Regions from separate parts of the Sus scrofa genome. Here region 1 is linked to region 2. Evidence: chromatin contacts called from public HiChIP or PLAC-seq data. All regions are on one chromosome and are shown on one strand. The core of a region is the stretch at or near the end of the contact, and the rest is flanking DNA. Distances in the headings are between cores, read along the strand shown. Region 1 has its middle 29 kb from the start of PRKCB. Region 2 overlaps PRKCB (protein kinase C beta type).

Region 1 (7,491 bases), core at 3,141-5,640, 210 kb after region 2:
TGAATATCTAGAATACTTTAAAAACTCTCAAAACTCTTGAGTTCCCACTGTAGCACAGCAGGTTAAGGATCCATAGGTCGCAGCTGGGGCTCAGATTCGATTCCTGGCCCAGGAGCTTCCATGTGCCACAGCTGCAGCCACTAAAAAACAAACAAAAACAAAACAACAAAATAACAAAACCCTCTCCAAACTCAACAACTAAAAAAAGTTAGAAAGTGGGCAAAAGACATGAACAGCCATTTCACATCACAAATAAGCACATGAAAATACGTTCAACATCATTAACCATCAGGAAAATGCAAATTAAAACCACAAAAATATATCACCATACCCCTATCAGAATGACTAAAATTGAAAAATACTGCTAATACTAAATGCTGGTAAGAATCCAGAGAAACAAGATCACTCATACATTGCAGGAATGGAAAATAGCAGAGCCACACTCTAGTATCGAGTATGGCAGTTTCTTACAAAACAAAATATGAGTCGGGACGTTCCCGCTGTGGCACAGTGGGTTAAGGATCCAGTGTTGTCTCTGAGGCCATGTGGCTTCAAACCCTGGCCTGGCCCAATGGCTTCAGGATCCAGCCTTGCCATAGTTGTAGCTTAGCTCACAGCTGTGCCTTGGATTTGACCCCTGAAACTTCCATATGCCATGGGTGAGGCCAAAGGAAAAAAAAGCTTGGGTCTACATCAAAACTGAAAACTTTGGTTCAACAAAGAGCAAAACCAGGAATTCCCATTGTGGCTCCACGGTAACGAACCCGACGAGCATCCATGAGGATGGGGGTTCGCTCCCTGGCTTTGCTCCGTGGGTTAAGTATCCAGCATTGCCGTGAGCTCAGGCGTAGACTGGCAGCTCTAGCTCTGATTTGGCCTGAGAATTTCCATATGCCACATGTGTTGCCCTAAAAAGCACAAAAAAAAAAAAAAAGAAAGAAAGAAAGAGAAAAGAAAAAGAGCAAAACCAATAGAATAAAAAGACAATCTACAGAGTAAGAGAAGATATTTGACACGAGGTTAACATCCAGAACATGTTTTTAAAAAATATTACCACTCAACAAAAAATAATAAAAAAAAAAAATTGGGGGAGGGATAAGTTAGGAAGACAGGAGTAATATATACATACTACTGCCTATAAAATAGATAATTACTTGGAGTTCCCGTCGTGGCGCAGTGGTTAACAAATCCGACTAGGAACCATGAGGTGGCGGGTTCGATACCTGCCCTTGCTCAGTGGGTTAAGGATCCGGTGTTGCCGTGAGCTGTGGTGTAGGTCGCAGACACGGCTTGGATCCCGAGTTGTTGTGGCTCTGGCATAGGCCGGTGGCTACAGCTCCGATTCGACCCCGAGCCTGGGAACCTCCATATGCCGTGGGAGCAGCCCAAGAAATGGCAAAAAGGCAAAAAAAAAAAAAAAAAAAAAAAAATAGATAATTACTTATAGGTGGCATCTAATAAAAATGACCCCAGTGAACTTATTTTCAAAACAGAAACAGATTCACAGATTCAGAAAACAAACTTAGGGTTTCCAAAGGGGAAACATGGGGGGGGGGAGAGATAAACTAGGAATTTAGGATTAATATACATTCACACGACTATATATGAAATAGACAATCAACAAGGACCTCCTGAATAACACAGGGACATCTACTCAATTGTCTGTAATAACCTATTTGGGGAAAAAAGAATGGGTATATGTATATCTATGATGGATTCACCTTACAGCACACCTGAAAGTGATACGACAGAGTACGTCCACTCTACTCCAATAAAAAGTTAAAAATAAAATAAAAAATTTAAAACCCAGTTGACACATGGGCAAAAGGACTTAAAGAGACATTTCTCCAAAGATGATATACAAATGGCCCATAGGCATATGAAAAGACGCTCAACATCACTAATCATCAGAAAAATGCAAATCAAAACCACAATGAGTGATTGGCTCACACCCATAGGGGTGGCTGCTATTAAAAAAAAAAAAAAAGGAAAAGAACAAGTGTTGGTGCAAACGGGAAGAAACTGAAACACTTGGGCAGCTGCTGTGGAAAACAGCATGGAGAATCCCCAAAGATTTTTAAATAGAGTGACTTTATGATCCAGCAATCCCACTTGTATGTAGCTATCTAATACGAGGGAAAGCGGGAACTCAAAAGGTGTTTGCACACTCGTGGTCACATCACTGGTTTTCGTAACAGCCGAGGAGGGGTAGAAGCAACCCACATGTCCACCAAAGCGTGAACGGATAAACAAAACATAGTATACACATAGAATGGAATATTATTCAGCCTTACAAAGAAAGGAACGTCTTACACCTGCTACGACATGGATGAATCTTGAGGGCATAATGGTAAGTAAGATAAACCAGTCTGCAGTTCCCATCGTGGCTCAGTGGTTAACGAATCCGACTAGGAATCATGAGGTTGCGGGTTCAATCCCTGGCTGCGCTCAGTGGGTGAAGGATCTGGCATTGCTGTGAGCTGTGGTGTAGGCTGCAGACGCGGCTCGGATCCCACGTTGCTGTGGCTCTGGCGTAGGCCGGGGGCTACAGCTCCAATTCGACCCCTAGCCTGGGAACCTCCATATGCCATGGGAGTGGCCCTAGCAAAGGCAAAAAGACAAAAAAAAAAAGATAAGCCAATCAGCAAAAGACAAATACTACAGTCATATGAGGTACTCAGAAGTAGTTAAAGCCATAGAAATAGAAAGTAGATTGTAGTTCCCAGGAGCTGGATGGAGAGAGAAAGTGGAGTTGTTGTTTAAGGGCTATGGTTTTGGATTTGAAGATGAAAAACTTCTGGGGATCTGCCACATGAAAAATGTGAATATACTTAGCACAACTGAACTGCTCACTTTAAAATGGGTAGGATGGGAGTTCCCTGGTAGTCCAGCAGGTTAAGGATCTGGTATTGTCACTACTGTGGCATGGGTTTGATCCCTGGCCAGGGAACTTCCCTATGCCTCAGGAGCAGACAAAAGGGGGGAAAAATCATTAAGAGAGTAAGTTTTATGTACCATTTTATTTTATTGTCTCTTTTAGGGCCACAGCCGAGGTGTATGGAGGTTGCCAGGCTAGGGGTCCAATCGGAGCTGTGGCTGCCAGCCTACACCACAGCGACAGCAACAGATTCGAGCCACATCTGCGATCTACACCACAGCTCACAGCAATGCCAGATCCTTAACCCACTGAGTGAGGCCAGGGATCGAACCCAAAACCTAGTTGGATTCATTTCTGCTGCGCCACGACAAGAACTCCCATTTTTTTAACCACAATAAAATATAGAGGAGTTCCCGTCATGGCTCAGCAGTTAAAAACCCAACTAGTATCCATGAGGACTCGGGTTTGATCCCTGATCTTGCTCAGTGGGTTGGGGATCTGACATTGCTCTGACTGTGGTGTAGGCCGGTAGCTATAACTCTGATTCTACCCCTGGCCTGGAAACTTCCGTATGCCATGCGTATGGCCCTAAAAAGACAAAAACAAAAAACAAAGCAATAAAATATAGAGACAGAGATAGATTAGATGATAGATAGATAGATAGATAGAAAGACAGACAGACAGAAAGATAGGCAGACAAAAGCAAATAGGTATTTGTGGAGTTCCAGTCATGGCCCAGCAGTAACAAAGCCAACTAGTATCCATGAGGAGGCAGGTTCCATCCTTGGCCTCAATCTGTGGATTAAGAAGCTAGCGTTGCCGTGAGCTGCGGTGTAGGTCACATACACAGCCCAGGTCCTGCGTTACTGTGGCTGTGGCGTAGGCCGGCAGTTAAGCTCTGATTAGACCCCCTAGCCTGGGTTTGGGTTTGGCCCTAAAAAGACCAAAAAAAAAAAAAAAAAAAAAGAAGAAGAAGAAGGAAGGAAGAGAGAGAGACAGACAGGCAGAAAGAAAGGAAAAAAGAGAAAGGAAATAGAAATTTGCCATGTGAATTCTCAACCACAATGCACTCCAGGATAAATAAAAAGTTGAGTTCACACAAAAACCTGTACACAGGTACTCAGAGTAAGCTCCTTTATAACAGCTGAGACTGGAAATGACCAAATGTGGCCAAGTGGGTAGACTACAGTACATCCATATCATGGAATAGGAATACTACTAAGTAATGAAAAATAATAATGATGAAAGATGGATATATACAACAACTTGAATGGATCTCAGGAAAATTATTCTGAGGGAAAAAAAAAAATCCCATCCCAAAGACGACAGACTCTCTTTCCATTCATACAACATCTTGAACTGGCAAACTTGTAGAAATGGCAAACAGATCAGCAGTTTTCAGGGGCAAAGGAAAAGGAGGAAGTGAAATGGTTGTGGCCGTAGAACGATAGAACGAGGGATTTTGGTAGTGATGAAATTGTGCTTTTATGTTGACTGTGGGGCTGGCCAAAAAACTGAAATATGTGATAAATCACATGACCCTAAACCACCCCTCCACCTCCCCACACACAAATGCATGTCACACTGGGGACATCTGAATAGGCCAGTTGCTTACACATGATATTGTTCTACTGTTACTACAGGTGTTTCCATTGAAGAAAACTGAGTGAAGGCATATGGGATCTTGCTATATTATTTCTTATCGCTGCATGCCCATCTACAATTACCTCAAAACAGCAGTTCCCGTCATGGCTTAGGGGTTAATGAATCCGACTAGGAACCATGAGGTTGCAGGTTCGATCCCTGGCCTTGCTCAGTGGGTTAAGGATCCAGCGTTGCCATGAGCTGTGGTGTAGGCCAGCAGCTGTAGCTCTGATTAGACCCCTAGCCTGGGAACCTCCATATGCTGCAGGTGCAGCCCTAGAAAAGACAAAAAAAAAAAAAAAAAAAAAGACAAGAAAAAAATGACCTCATAATAAAAACATATTTAATTTTCCTTTTTGTTTTCCTTTCTTCTGTCTTTTTAGGGCAAGCCTGCAGCCTATGGAAGTTCCCAGGCTAGGAATCAAATCAGAGCTCTAGCTGCTGGCCCACATCGCAACAGCCACAGCAACACAGGATCCAAGCCACATCTGCGACCTCCACCACAGCTCACAGCAACACCAGATCCTTAACTCACTGAACGAGGCCAGGAATTGAACCTGCATCCTTGTGGATACTAGTTGGATTCGTTACCGCTGAGCCATAAAGGGAACTCCTAAAAACATATTGAAAATCAGAGTTCCCATCGTGGCTGGGCGGTAATGCACACAACTAGGATCCATGAGGATGCGGGTTCGATCCCTGGCCTCTCTCTGGAAGTAAATTTCTCATCTGGGAATAGAGAGATGCATTCAGGTAGGGGCTTGAGGAAAGCGGTAAAGCCTTGTGACATGGAAAGAGAGCAAAGTGTGCATCAAAGAACCAGCATAAAGATCAAGCTAAGGATGCTGTATTAGCATTCTCCAGGGAAAAAGAGCTCCCAGGAAGTACACATCTAGAGAGAGATTTATTACAGGGAATTGGCTCATGTGATTATGGAAGATGCAAAGTCCCAAATTTTGCAAGGGTGAAGGCAAGTGGGAGACCCAGCAGAGCCTAGGGGGCAGCCCTAGTCTGAGTTTGAATGTCTGAGAACTAGGAGAACTGAGGATATAAATTCTAGTCCAGGAGTTCCTATCGTGGAGCAGTGGTTAACAAATCCGACAAGGAACCATGAGGTTGCGGGTTCGATTCCTGGCCTCGCTCAGTGGGTTAAGGATTTGGCATTGCTGTGGCTGTGGTGTAGGCTGGCAGCTGCAGCTCCTATTAGACCCCTAGCCTGGGAACCTCCATATGCCGTGAGGGCAGCCCTAAAAAGACAAAAGACAAAAAAAATAAATAAATAAATTCTAGTCCAAGGGATCTACCCCCAAGAAAAGGCTACCCCAAGTCCGAAGGTAGGAAAAGTCCAATCAGCCTTGGGTTTTTTGTTTGTTCGTTTTTGTCTTTTTAGGGCCCCCACCTAAATATGGTAGTTCCCAGGTTAGGGACAGAATTGGAGCTGTAGCTGCTGGCCTATACCACCGCCACAGCCACACCACATCCGAGCTGCATCCGTGACCTACACCACAGTTCACGGCAAGGCCAAATCCTTAACCCACTGAGCAAGGCCAGGGATCGAACCTGAGTCCTCATGGATGCTAGTCAGATTCCTTTCTGCCGAGCCATGATGGAAATTCTTGAATCAGCCTTGTGGTCCTAGTCAGATTGTCAACTGATGAGAGGAGAGGCACACTCAGAAGGGAGGGCAATCTGCTTTACTCTGTCTACGAATTCAAAGGTCAATATCATCCAAACACCACCTCCCAGACTCGTCCAGCGTGATGCTTGACAAAAGAGCTGGGAGCCCTGGAACCCAGCCAAGTAGGCATATCCATTTAGTCACAACAGATGGAACTTAAGAATTTTTCGTGAAGCCAGAGAGTATGATGCTATGCTTTCTCTCCAGGCAGGCTGAAAAGCCTGGGGATGGGAATGGAGAAACATGGAAGACCAGAAAGGCAGAAGTATAGAAGAATCAGGATTATTGGCTTGAGAGGTGTTCATTTGCCTGACCGCAATAGCCCAGATGGGCAAAAAGGCGAAGCCAAGAGGGCATATGGAGAACAGACTTGTGGTTGCCAAGGGGGAAGGGGGAGGGTAGGGGTTGGGGGGGTGAGCTTCATAAATGCAAACTATTACAGTCAGAATGGATGGACCAGAGTTCCTGTCATGGCTCAGTGGACACGAACCTGACTAGCATCCATGAGGAGGCAGGTTCGATCCCTGGCCTTGTTCCGTGGGTTAAGGATCCGGCATTGCTATGAGCTGTGGTGTAGGTTGCAGAAACGGCTCAGATCTGGCATGGCTATGGCTGTGGTATAGACCGGCAGCTGCAGCTCCGATTTGACCCCTAGCCTGGGAACCTCCCTATGTCTCGGGTGTGGCCCTAGAAAGACAAAAGACAAAAAAAAAAAAAAAAAAGGAATGTATGGACAATAAGGTCTTACTCTATCGCAGAAGGTGCTATATCCAATCTCTGGGGATAGACCATGATGGAAGAGAATATTATTTTTTAAAGGTATGTTTCTGTGTGACTGAGTCAATTTGCTAGACAGCAGAAATTGGCGTAACATTGTAAATCAACCACACTTTAATTTTAAAACAATAATAATTATGAAAAAAAGAAAAAAGAGGGGTTGAGGGAACAGTGGACTTTGTTTTTGTTTTTGTTTTTTTGTCTTTTTGCCATTTCCAGGGCCGTTCCCGCGCCATATGGCAGTTCCCAGGCTAGGGGTGGAATCAGAGCTGCAGCCACCGGCCTACGCCAGAGCCACAGCAACATGGGATCTGAGCTGCATCTGTGACCTACACCACAGCTCACGGCAAAGCCAGATCCCTAACCCACTGAGCAAGGTAAGGGATCGAACCCGCAACCTCATGGTTCCTAGTCAGATTCGTTAACCACTGAACCACGACGGGAACTCTGGGAACAGTAGACTAAATGAGATTGAAATGTAGGTTCAGTGGGAACAGAGCTGTGGAAGAGGTGG
Region 2 (7,057 bases), core at 4,052-6,551:
AAAATTCCCACCCACAGCATCAGCTCAGTGGGCAGTAGAGCATCCGACCTGGTGCTTCCAGCCAGGGCTGAATGGACCAAGATCTGGTCAGTGATGTGCAATTTTTGAAGTAAGAACTGAGCCAATCAGAATTTAGAACAAGGAACTGCACAGTCCTAGAGGCTGAAGCTCAGTTAAGGGCGTGGGGGAGGCTGATGCAGGGGGAGAGAAAGAGAGGGAGGGGGATTCTCATGTAATTTGAGCCTCCCTTTGTGTGCTTGCAGAAATGTCTTTTTTTTTCCCCCTAATCTTTTTCTTTTTTTTTTTTTTCTTTTTAGGGCTGCACCTGTAGCATACGGAAGTTTCCAGGCTAGGGGTCAAATCAGAGCTGCAGCTGCCAGCCTATGCTGCCACCACAGCAATGCTGGGTCCAAGACACATCTTCAACCTACTATGCACCTGCAACAATGTCAGACCCTTAACGCACTGAGCCAGACCAGGGATCAAACCTGCATCCTCATGGACACCATGTCGAGTTCTTCACTGGCTGAGCCACCACAGAAACTCCCCCTTTTCTGCATTGTCCCTCGTGTTAAGCCAGGCTTCTCCTTTCCAGGATTTATATGTGATTTGACAAGTGATTTCAATACATTAGCTAAGTCAGCGATTCTTAACCTGGTAATACCATCCTCCTGGGCATACATGCAAATCTCTTGCAAAGAAGCATTTCCAGGCCTCTGGCTGGGACTCACATCAGTGAGGAGCCCCAGTTTTATGGGGGGGCCTGTATCCCCCAGATGTGCAGAGCACATTGGTGAAGAGCTCAGAACTGGTGACACTGGGCCAGCTCTCTGGATGGCAACCCTGGGCGGGACCCAACTTCTGACCACGCCCTTCCTGTGGGGCTACACTCTGCAAATCACCACGGTCCCCACCCAACCCACCTGCACCTGGCTGGTCCCTGCAGGCATTTGAGTTTATAACTCCTGCCAGATCTCAACTCCAATTATTACAACCAAACAACTGGTATACTGAGGGAGATCACAGGAAATAATGGCTGTGTCCATTCACCGAGGTTCAGGGAGAAGGACAGACCCACCCCAGGTAAAAGTGGGCATTGTCATTCTTCCAGCAAACAGGAGCCATTTTCCTTCCTCTATTAGTCTTTGTTTTATGTATTTGGGTCCTCCTATATGAGGGGCATATATATGGATGGGTATAAGAGCCTCTTCTTGAATTGATCCTTTTATAATTAAATAGCATCCTTCCTTATCTTTCTTTATGGCCTTTGTTTCAGCCTATTTTGTCTGACATGAGTAGTGTGACTCCCGCTTTCTTGTCATTTCCATTGCCTGAAATACCTTTTTCCCATCCCCTCTCTTTCAATGCACGTGTGTCCTTGGCTCTAAGGTGGCTCTCTTGTAAGCAGCATATTATTGGCTCTTGGTTGTTTTTCTTTTTTTCTTTTTTATTGATTTATTTTTTTAATCCACTCTACCACTCTATGTCTTTTGGTTGCATCTTCCCTCTTCATGAAGGCTGTGGGGGTGGACAGGCCAGCTCCTGCTCTACATGGCTTTCAAGGCATCAGGCATGGCACCTGCAGATTCAGCTCAGGTGTGGTGCCTGAGTTGGTAGGGGATGAGAAGCCGCATCCTTTCCAGCAGGTGAGGTTAAGTCAGGAACCCTCAACCTCATATAGAGTACAGTTCCCATGAAGAGGAGGTTTAGTAGGGCATTTAAAAGGTGAGGCTCCAAATCGGGTTGCCTGGATCGAAGCCAGCTTCACCACTTACGAGCTGTGTTGCTTGGCCAAGCTTTCCATACTCTGGTTTCTTCCTCTGTTAATCAGGGACAGTAATGGTATTTATTTCCTGGGATAGTTATGGGGAGTAAATTACTTAAAACTTCCACAGTTGCCTGACACAGAGCAGGCACTTAATAAACACCAGCTATTTGTCATTCATTATGAATTACTGCTGACTAGGGCATCCCTCTTTCTACCCAGCGGTAACTTTTCCCCATAGACCCCATTTCTGTTCCCACCTCTTGAACGTCGGTCTTTTTTTTTTTTTTTTTTTTTTTTTTTTTTGTCCTTTTGCCTTTTCTAGGGCCGCTCCTGTGGCATATGGAGGCTCCCAGGCTAGGGGTCTAATCGGAGCTGTAGCCCCCAGCCTATGCCAGAGCCACAGCAATTTGGGATCCGAGCCACATCTGTGACCTACACCACAGCTCATGGCAACACCAGATCCTTAACCCACTGAGCAAGGCCAGGGATCGAACACGCAATCTCATGGTTCCTAGTTGGATTCGTTAACCACTGAGCCACGATGGGAACTCCTTGAATGTCAGTCTTGATTTCTGGCACCAGTTTCCTCCACAAAAACAATAAGCAGGAGTTCCCGTTACAGCTCAGCAGTTATGAACTCAATCAGTATCCAAGATGATGTGGGTTTGATCCCTGGCTTCACTCACTAGGTTAAGGATCCAGGGTTGCTGCGAGCTGTGGTGTAGGTCACAGAGGTGGCTTGGATCCTGCATTGCTGTGGCTGTGGCCTAGGCTGGCAGCTGCAGCTCCAATGCGACTCCTAGCTTGGGAACTTCCATATACCGCAGGTGTGGCCCTAAAAAGCAAAAAAAAAAAAAAAAAGGAATTCATTCATTAATTTTAATTAATTTATTTATTTTTGGCCATGCCCACAGCATGCAGAAGTTCCCAGGCCAGGGATCCAACCTGCAGCAGAAACAGCAATCCAAGCTGCTGCAGTGACAACACTGGATCCTTAACCCCTTGTGCCACAAGAGAACTCCCAGCAACTAATTGATTTATCCACTTATTCACCAAATATTAGTTAAGTGCCTTCCATGTGTCAGGTGCTGGGTGAGAAAAATAAAACACAGGTTCTGTCCTCATGGGCTCCCAGCCTAGCAGGGAGAAGACCATAGAGAAACGCAAACATACACTTTCTTCTTTTCTTTTTTTTTTTTTTTTTGTCTTTTTAGGGCCACACCCACGGCATATGGAGGTTCCCAGGCTAGGGGTCCAAAGGGAGCTACAGCTGCTGGCCTACGCCACAGTCACAGCCACGTGGGATCCAAGCTGCATATTCGACCTACACCATAGCTTGTGGCAATGCCAGATCCCTAACCCACTGAGGGACTGAACCTGCGTTCTCATGGATACTACTCAGATTTGTTTCTGCTGAGCCACGATGGGAACTCCACAGATGTACCCTGCCAACTGCTGTCGAGGAAAAGCTCACGCTACTTAGAGAGTTTATAGTGAGGGATTCTGCTGTCAGGTCTGGGAGGCTTCCCTGAAGAAGCGGAGTCTGAGCTAAGAGCTGAAGGATGGGGGTTATAACATGGACCACGAGCATCTGGCTGGGGCTCTGTACACCCCTGGTGGAACTATTTAGCTGCATGGCATCCTGCTTCATCCCAGGCAGACTCAGGGGATGCCACCCCACTGCCACCTGCCTGCCTCCCAAGCACTGCCTCACCAGCTAGGACCCCTCAGCAGTGAGACCCCAGCCCCATGAGAGGGGATTGAGTAGAGAGCTAGTGAATCAGATTCCAAAGGTAAATGGGGAGTTCCTTTGTGATGCGGTGGTTAACAAATCCGACTAGGAACCATGAGGTTGCGGGTTCAATCCCTGGCCTTGCTCAGTAGGTTAAGGATCCGGCATTGCCGTGAGCTCTGGTGTAAGTCACAGACGCGGCTCAGATCCTGCATTGCTGTGGCTCTGGCACAGCCCGGTGGTTACAGCTCCGATTGGACCCCTAGCCTGGGAACCTCCATATGCCACGGGAAGCAGCCCTATAAAAAGGCAAAAAGACAAAAAATAAAATAAAATGAAATAAAGGTAAATGGTCCACATTCAGTCCCAGCTCTGTTACTTCCCGCTACTTCCCGTGCAGCCTTGAGCAAGATCCTTAAACTATATGAGCCTCGATTCTCTCACCTGTCAACTGGGGAGACCCTACAGCAGGGTGGCACACTCTACAAGGCCAGCATGCCTGGACTGAGTCCCAAACTCAACGGCTTCCTGTACAACTTGGGGGGAAACCTCTTTGTGCTTCCCACCCCTCATTTTAAAAGTGGGAAGAGTAATAATAGCACTAAATCCTCCTAGGATTCTAAGAATGTAATGAGTTACTATTTGTCAAGAGCTCAGAAGGGTGCCTGGCACTGAGTAAACACTCTGTAAGTGGGTGGGGAAAACAATAAATAAATAAATATTCCTGCTGTCTTGGTTTGTGAGGATTTATGAAAACACGATTATATTGTGCTAGTGCAATGCCTGGCAGGTAGTATGCATTTGATCAAAGCTAGCTTAAAAAAAAAAAAAAAAATAGGAGTTTCCATCATGGCTCAGTGGTTAATGAATCCGACTAGGAACCATGAGGTTTTGGGTTCGATCCCTGGCCTTGCTCAGTGGGTTAAGGATCTAGCGTTGTCGTGAGCTGTGGTGTAGGTCGCAGATGCAGCTCGGATCTGGCGTTGCTGTGGCTGTGGTGCAGGCCTGTGGCTACAGCTCCGATTGGACCCCTGGCCTCCATATGCCGCGGGAGTGGCCCTAGAAATGGCAAAACAACACACACACACACACACACACACACACACACACACACACACACAGAGCCTAATGGTTTAGGATCTGGCATTTTGTCACTGCTGTGGCGTGGATTCAATCCCAGGCTTGGGAACTTCCCCATGCCATGGCCACAACAAAAAAAAATTATTTTTATAAAAGTTTTTTAAAAATAAAATTATATATAACTCCATCACTGTGCTATACACCTGAAGCTGACAACATTATAAATCAACTATACTTCCATTTTAATTAATTAATTATTTAAAAGAATGTTAGCAGACGGGAGTTCTCATCATGGCACAGTGTTAACAAATCTGACTAGGAACCATGACGTTGCGGGTTCGATCCCTGGCCTCGCTCAGTGGGTTAAGGATCCGCCGTTGCCGTGAGCTGTGCTGTAGGTCGCAGAAGTGGCTTGGATCCTGCATTGTGTGGCTGTAGTGTATGTAGGCTGGCAGCTACAGCTCCAATTAGACCCCTAGCCTGGGAACCTCCATATGCCTCAGGTGCAGACTTCAAAAAGACAAAAGCCAAAAAAATTTAAAAAAAAAATGTTAGCGTAAAATAAAAAATGATCTTGGGCAAGTCACTTTCATGCTCTGGTCTTAGTTCCCCCTTTAGAAAACGAGAGGGTGAAGCTGGGTTTTCCCCAGGGGCCTTCAAGTTCCAACACCCTCTGCCATCCAGGCAGTTTGCAGCTCGGCCCCGCCTCTTCCTGTGCAGGCCGCCCTGTGAATTCACTGCTCAGTCTGAACAGCTTTCTTTCAGGGAACAGACCCACTGCAACAGATCACACCCTTGCGTTATAAATAAACCCTGCATCAGCCACAAAATATGCACACCCATCTTCCCCACCCCACCCCCAGTGGGGGCACTCTCAGCCATCGGGGAGGTGCAATCCCCCCTTCTCTATGTGCCTGCTGAGTGTGGGTCACCCCAAAGCAGGAGCAGGACCGGGGGTGACTCAACTTGCAAAGACACTGTCAGCTCGATTTCTTTCTTTCTTTTTTTTCTTTTTCTTTTTTTTTTTTTTTTGCTTTTTAGGGCCCCCCTGCAGTACATGGAAGTTCCCAGGCTAAGGGTTGAATCAGAGCTACAGCTGCCAGCCACAGCCACAGCCACAGCCACGCGGGATCCGAGCCGCATCTGCAACCTACACTACAGCTCACGGCAACACCGGATCCTGAACATACTGAGCGCTGAGACCAGGGATCGAACCCGCATCCTCATGGGTACTAGTCGAGTTCCTTAACCACTGAGCCACTGTCAACTTGATTTCTGGGCTGAGCACTGTGCCTCCTCTGCCACAGAAGCCCTCAGCACACCCAAGCCTGCATTTCAGAAGAGCAGAGAAGCCCTCGTGGAGAAGGACATGCAGGGCGCTGCGGAAGCGAATGCCTACCCAGCCACCATTGGCACCTGGGACTCCAGGCACCACAGGCCAGGGTAGCTTCTGATCCTAATACTCCTAACGCTCAGCCCCAGAAACAAGCATCCTAAACCATTAGGTCCCTAGAGACAAGGAACCTAACTGAGGAAGTCAAGTCCTGTGCATGCTGACCTGCCACCCTGTCACCAAGAACAGCACTGGGATACCCCTCTGCTCAGCAGTTATGAAGAGCTCTCATGTGCCAAGCACTGTCACAGGTGGGGACTCATCCAACAGCACCGACCCCACCTTCAGGGATTTCTAGATTCCAGTGGGGATAACAATAATAATTATAATATATATTATTATTATAGTAACAGCTATTATTATAGCAACAGCTAACATATGCCAGGCACTGTTCTAAGAACTTTACATGTAAGTATCTCATTTGACCCTCACTGACCGTGTACCATAGATTTATTATCCCCCCCCCTTTTTTTTTTGGCTTTTTAAGGCCCTACCCGCGGCATATGGAGGTTCCCAGGCTAGGAGTCCCATCGGAGCTACCGCTGCCAGCCTACACCACAGCAGCATCAGATCCGAGCCACATCTGCGACCTACACCACAACTCACAGCAATGCCAGATTCTTAACTCACTGATCAAGGCAAGAGATTGAACCCGCAACCTCATGGTTCCTAGGCGGATTCGTTTCTGCTGTGCCATGATGGGAACTTCTTTATTATCCCCATTTTATAGGGGAGAAAACTGAGGCACAGAGAAGTTAAGTGACTTGCTTAAGGTCACACAGCTAGTAACGTGGACCCAGAATCTAGGCTTTCTGTTGCCACATAAATAAATGTTAAGTGACCCCTCTGATGTGTGACAGCAAGGAGAGGTATGCAGGGCTCTAAGAGTGCAAAATAGGGGAACTGGACCTGGTCAGAGAGGTCAGGGAGGGCTTCCCTGAGGAGGTGATGCTTGAGGTGTGGCCTAGAGAATGAGTACAAGTCAAGCAAGGTTTTTGTTTTCTTTTCTTTCTTTTTTTTTTTTTTTTTTTGTCTTTTTGCCTTTTCTAGGGCCGCTCCTGAGGCACATGGAGGTTCTCAGGCT

What was found. HiChIP or PLAC-seq counts read pairs in DNA pulled down with a chosen protein or histone mark.
Region 1: a contact with region 2 is called in an H3K27ac HiChIP or PLAC-seq map of alveolar macrophages. The contact joins two enhancer-like sites. A contact is called at or near these places in 6 of 47 Hi-C or Micro-C datasets (alveolar macrophages, blood, epiblast stem cells and 3 more) and 1 of 2 datasets of contacts at active chromatin or transcription factors (alveolar macrophages).

What each region holds. Positions count from the first base shown.
Region 1 is chr3:22,408,886-22,416,376 of Sscrofa11.1, forward strand. No RefSeq gene overlaps it. Among named protein-coding and RNA genes, the nearest start is that of PRKCB, 29 kb to the left of the region's middle. Within about 2 kb of position 4,391, at least 1 of the 83 cell types and tissues checked has an H3K27ac peak or open chromatin away from gene starts, as enhancers often do. A contact at or near this core is called in alveolar macrophages, where this site is marked.
Region 2 is chr3:22,194,925-22,201,981 of Sscrofa11.1, forward strand. The region is part of intron 3 of PRKCB (protein kinase C beta type); the gene reads right to left. Among named protein-coding and RNA genes, the nearest start is that of PRKCB, 190 kb to the right of the region's middle. Within about 2 kb of position 5,302, at least 10 of the 83 cell types and tissues checked have an H3K27ac peak or open chromatin away from gene starts, as enhancers often do. A contact at or near this core is called in alveolar macrophages, where this site is marked.